Regions from separate parts of the Ovis aries genome. Here region 1 is linked to region 2. The links are chromatin contacts, called in public Hi-C maps. All regions are on one chromosome and are shown on one strand. Each heading gives the region's core, a stretch centred on a gene start, on an enhancer-like site or on the middle of the called end of the contact. The rest is flanking DNA. Distances are from core to core; before and after follow the strand shown. Region 1 holds the start of DDX20 (DEAD-box helicase 20). Region 2 has its middle 6.9 kb from the start of C1H1orf162.

The links. A called contact is a pair of places that touch in the nucleus more often than the background predicts.
Region 1: a Hi-C map of liver shows a contact between it and region 2, with 2.0 times the contacts expected there. The contact joins the promoter of DDX20 here to the enhancer-like site in region 2. A contact is called at or near these places in 4 of 16 Hi-C or Micro-C datasets (hypothalamus, liver, omental adipose tissue and 1 more).

Annotation. Positions count from the first base shown.
Region 1 is chr1:89,176,906-89,179,875 of ARS-UI_Ramb_v3.0, forward strand. DDX20 (DEAD-box helicase 20) reads left to right here and starts at 1,309. Exons shown (of 11, transcript XM_004002323.6): 1 at 1,309-1,631; 2 at 2,277-2,371. The coding sequence starts at 1,331.
Region 2 is chr1:88,901,072-88,903,771 of ARS-UI_Ramb_v3.0, forward strand. It overlaps a transcript of TMIGD3 not described here and a transcript of ADORA3 not described here. Among named protein-coding and RNA genes, the nearest start is that of C1H1orf162, 6.9 kb to the left of the region's middle. Within about 2 kb of position 1,405, at least 17 of the 54 cell types and tissues checked have an H3K27ac peak or open chromatin away from gene starts, as enhancers often do. A contact at or near this core is called in liver and tail adipose tissue, where this site is marked.

The DNA.
Region 1 (2,970 bases), core at 59-2,558, 280 kb after region 2:
TGAGGACCCCTTCCCAATGAGATTACCAAGCCAAACTCCTCCTACCTCTTTTGGAATCTGAATCATCATTGTGCGTGTGTGAGAGGGAAAGAGAGACAGAGAGAGAGAGAGGGGAAGTGTAAACTGGTGAGAGAGAATGACCAGAATTATGATATCAGGATAAAGGCAAAAGTTGGGGTTAGATGCAGAATTATCTTTAGATTTGGAATTGTAAGATTAGGTTCCAGAAACATTAACATTGGGAGTTATGATTCAGACTTTGTTATAGGAACTCATTTGTTCAATAAATATTGAGCACTTACTCTGGGTCAGATTGCTTTTTTCCAACAAGGGATATTGAAGAGAACAAGAGAGAATAGATCTCTGTCATAGAGTGGGGAGGACAGACAATAAACACGATTTCAGCTAGTGATAAGTACCATGAAAAAAAATAAACCAGACCATGGGAATAGAGTGATGAGAAAAGCTGGGGAGCTGCCAGGATGAGGGAGCTATCTCGGGGTGTTCAGGAAAGTCTTCTTTGAAAAGGTAATGTTTGAGCTGAGACCTAAAGTTGTTCTTGAGATGGTGGTGGGGAGGGATAGGAGCAACACACAGAAAATGTTAAATTTGACGTTAGACATCGAAGTGGAGGTGTTGAGACAGGAGATGGAGGTACAAGTGTGGAGCTCAGAGGTCGGAGGTGGAGATACGAATGTGGGAGCTGTCAGTGCAGTTGCTGGTTCTTATCCGATTTCTTTTATCAGGGCTAACCGTGTGCCAGGCACGGTGCTAGGGGTTGGGGACACAAAGAGGAAACCACACAGACATATATACTATGCAACGTGCTCAACCGTCTCGCTGTATTCCGGGCGCTCTCTGAGAGCGCAGAACAAGGCAGCGAGTTGGGGCGAGACAGGGTGGGGACAGGGAGGGGGCCACCGCGGAGTCCTGGCCCGGAGGCGAGGAGCTTGACGCACAGAACGCGTCACAAAGACAGCGTTGTGAGGCAGCCAACTCTGGGCGCTGGGCGGGGCGGACCCGCCCACAGAGGGCCTTGGGGCGGGGCGGTGCTCCCGTCGCTAGCGCGCGGCGCCCTCTACAGGTCGCAGGCGGCGATACGCCGGTAGCCTTTGCTTTCCTCTCCTCCCTTTTCCCGCCAGCCTCTGGTCACATTTTTGTTGTTGTTGTAGCTGTTTCCGAGTGTTTCTAAGCCTTCAACTTCCCCTCCTTTTCGAGGCCTGGCGTGTCAGTGTCTTCGCGGGAAGACTGCCAATAAAGTTTTTCCTCTTCTCGCTCTCAGGCTCCCAGCCTCGCCCCAAGTACCGCGAGATCCGGCGGCGCGGCTACCATGGCGGCTGCGTTTGAAGCTCCGGCCGCCTTAGCGACCGTGGAGACCGCTATGCCGGCGGAGCGTGTGGCCACGCAGTTCTCGTCCCCGGAGCCAGCCTCCCGGCCGGTGCGGAGCCTGCGGACGGCTCACGACATCAGCGGCCCGCGGACCCGCACTGGGGACGTGCTGCTGGCGGAGCCGGCAGACTTCGAGTCGCTGCTGCTGTCGCGCCCGGTGCTGGAGGGCCTGCGGGCGGTTGGCTTCGAGCGGCCGTCGCCCGTGCAGCTGAAGGCCATCCCGCTGGGGCGATGTGGACTCGGTGAGGGAGGGGACACTGAGGGGCCAGGAGGGCCGAAAGTGGGGGACGCGGGGGCTGGGGGTGTCGAGCCATGGCGAGGGCCGGAAAGGGCCCAGGGCGGCTGCCTGCAGGGGCACGACACCGCATTCCGCGAGCCTCTATTTCCTACACTGTCAAACCGAGGCGCAGTACTGAATTTGGAGATACTTAAGGTCCATTCCACTCTGACAAGTAGGTCTATGTTTGAGAAAAGTAAACAGTAGTAAGGATCTCGGATGAGATCATCCTGGATTAGGGTAGGCCCTAAATCCAGTGATTAAAGCCAGAGATTGGAGTTACACAGCTTCGCGCCAAAAAATGTCTGAGCCATCAGAAGCTGGAAGAGACAGGGAAGAATTGTATTGATAACCATAGAGCCTTTGGAGGGAATGTGACCCTACTGATACTTTGATTTCATACTTCAAACTTCTGGTTCTTAAGCATAAAGAAGAAAAGAAACGGTAGGGGTTCAGGGAGGAGGCCTGTTTCTGGACATGGCTTCATGCTTTTTTAAGAGTTAAGGGTAAAAACCAAAGTGCCAACGATGTGATCTCTCTGGAGACCCTTCTAGTTCTGGGATTGGTACCTAAGTTTCTTCAGTCCTAGCTAACTTTTTTTTCTTCTCAGATTTAATTGTTCAGGCTAAGTCTGGAACTGGGAAAACCTGTGTCTTCTCCACCATTGCTTTGGACTCTCTTGTTCTTGAGAACCTAAGTACCCAGGTGAGTTTAGCTCAGATGACCCAAAGGAAGGTGTGTTATGTGCATTTTACTACACGTCAGATGAAATACCAGTGGCTCCTCAGAGATAGAAGTGAATATACTTGTCATATGCCTCAGTGATCCCCTTGAGGCATATGACAAGTATACGGGGAAAGTAGACACTGAGGCTATTGAGTGGTGGTGGTATGGATGGGATAGTGACCAAATAGAAGTTTAGAGATTTCTGTTATTACTACATGTTAAATTAAACAAGTCTGCCATGTGTGTCAGTTTTGTCATTTCTTGAGAATACAGATAGGGATTTTTTAATGCTTTTATTTGCTCACCAGATTATGGTGAGAGTTAGCATTTTGCCTGATTTGTGGTAATGAGGTGCTTGGCTGTTGTTGGTAACTAGGTGGTTCTTACAGTGAATGTATTATACTGATCTCCCATTTTCTAGATTCCCTCAGAGTATGTCTAAGATGGCTTTACCCAAATTAACAGGAGATTTGGGTTTGGGGATTTCTTCGACAAAGATTTGTTAAAGATAACATGATTTGCCCATGTTATCTATAAACAATTATGCCAGGCATTGGGGCTATCTTTTTGAGTCCTAC
Region 2 (2,700 bases), core at 155-2,654:
GACCAGAAATAGACCAAAAGTTCCACACGAGGAAATTTAGAGTATGATGAAGCTGGTATATCAAATCATTTGGGGAAAATTAGTTTATTCATAAATGGTGTTGAGAAAATTAGGTAGTCATGAAGATGAAAATAAGATCAGATCTATATCGTACTCCTTTTTTCAAAATTCCAGATATGTCAAAAATTTAGCTAAAAAAATCATAAAAGTGCTTGAAGTGAATATGGGAGAACTTTGGAAAACAACAAAGTGAAGCGTGCCTTTGAATACATGACGCATGGTCAATAAAACAGAAAGGACTGATTGACTTAGCTTACAAAGTACCGTTCAAGAGACAAACGGCAAGCTGGAAAAATACTTGCAGAGCATCTCATAGGCAAAGGGCTGATCTTCCCAACATATATGAGTTCCTATAAACCAATAAGGAAAAAAATCGACAACTCAATAGAAAAGTAAAAGAATGGATAAGGTTAGGCTATTAGCAGAAAAGGAAATATAAATGGCTTCAAACATACGAAGAGATACTCAACTTTACTCTGTAAGGTAAATCATAATTAGAACTATAATTAGATGATAAGTTCTGTCAGTAAGATCCGCAAAATTCAAAAAGCTTGCTAACAAACTGGACAAGATTGTGGAGAACTAAAACACATGTATACTACTGGTGGGAGAGTGAGTTGATACAACTACTATGAAAGGCATTTTGGCAACAGCCAACATTTTAAATTCTGTTTCAAAGAATGTATCGTATTTAAACATGTGGAAGTCACCTGTCATTTGAACTGCAGCATTCATCAAATAGACTAAAACTAAGTGAGGCTTGCTATACTCTAAATACTATTCTGAGTGCTTGGCATGTGTTCATGGAATCCCCGCAAAACATCAGGAGGTCGCAGCAGTTATTATTCTCATTTTTGGTACAGAAATGGAGGCACAAGGAGGTCAAACAACTTGCCTGAGCTCACAGTCACACACGAATACTGAATCCATACCTGTATTTACATATGTTTAGTCTCTCTCTGTAAGAAACATCATTAATGGTTTTAGTAATTGCTCTCTTCTGGGGAGGGGAACCTGATAACTGAGGGACTGAGGGGCAGAGGTGGGAAGAAGTATGTTTTCCTTTAAAAACCTTTTTTTGTAACTTTTGAAGTCCTTCATTTACCTTGTTGAAGATTTTCAGAGAGCCTGATACCTAGTGTTCGCATTCCCCACCTGAATTCTAGACCAAGAGAGACATAAGAGGACTCAGCAGACAGAGATCAAAGCAGCATCTTTATTACAAACATAGGAAAATATAAGCATAAACCCATAGCTGCAGAACCCTGAACTCCGTGCAGTAAGGCAAGTAAGCCCTGCCCCTCCCCACAACCCAAACTGCAGCTCAACTGCGCTCAGGAGTTGCGAAAGATACCGTGTGCTCTTGAAATCTGCACCCAGGGGATTAAAAAAGGAAGGGGAAGGGCAGAGCAGTCACTTCTGGTTCCTGCTCCCAGACTCATTAGACAAATCACTCCACTCTGCGGGGGCGTCCCTCACTGAGGAGTGCCCACCAACGGAGCTCAGTCCACGGGGAGGAAAGCTTTTTCTACAAATCTCTCTTAAAAATACATTAAGTAATATTTTTGAGAATCAAGGTAAGAAAATTAAGGTTCAAAGAGATGAAATAATTTACCCAGTGTCTCCCAGCTAGTGAGCAACAGAACAAAATTTAAACCCTCTGACTTCAAATTCCTTGCTTCTGGCCTCCACCGCAAGCTGTCCCAGACCCCATTCAGTGGCAGAGAAACTAGAAAGGTCAAGTTAGATGATCTATTCTAGGGAGTATGTTCGCTCTCAGATGGAGCAGCTGCTCCTGACAGCTGCATTTTGAGGGGAAGATAGAGGAAGTGAGAGTTGATAAAGGAAGGGCTCCCTCTGTGGAGAGCCAGTTTAGGGAAATAGTCTTGGGAAGAGATAGCAGTGCCACAGCGCGGTCGGCCGCATGAGGGCAGCAGAGCGCCAGGAATGCCCTTCTCCCGCGCGCTGGCTGTGTTGGTAGGGGAGGACTCAGTTTCACCTGAAACTGAGCAGACTTCAAACAATTCTACCAACCCTGAAGTTAGAAGCCTCATCAGCTTTCCAGTTCAGGGCCAGTACCTTATGAACAGCTTGCCAGAAGATGTATAACCAGCGTCCTATGGCCACCCAATACATGAAACGTCAGATTAATTCCTCTTCCCTGTTTTATTGAAACTTCCTAATTTTAACAGCACAACCCTGCATTTACAAAGTCTTGATTTTTTTTGTCTCCCTATCATGAAAAGTGGCACACAACTAGCCTTGCTGAAAGACGAAATGAGTAAATAATTGACCACAGATTCAACAAGTCTTTGGTATGGGGAGAAAACAGGCTGTGAACTCAACCGTGGAACCAGAACCAACCCGTAGGATTCCCAAAGGAAATAGTTTTCCAGATAGGTAAGTGTGCATCTTCCAAGATGTCTATGGATGTCTTCATCTGTCATGGAAAATTGATGTCTGCTCTCTTGCCTTGTAGGATGTCCTAACCCACCCAGCCAAGGATGGATTAAAGTGAAAGTGAAGTCACTCAGTCATGTCTGACTCTTTGCGACCCCATGGACAGTAGCCTGCACCAGGCTCCTCCGTCCATGGGATTTTCTAGGCAAGAGTACTGGAGTGGGTTGCCATTTCCTTCTC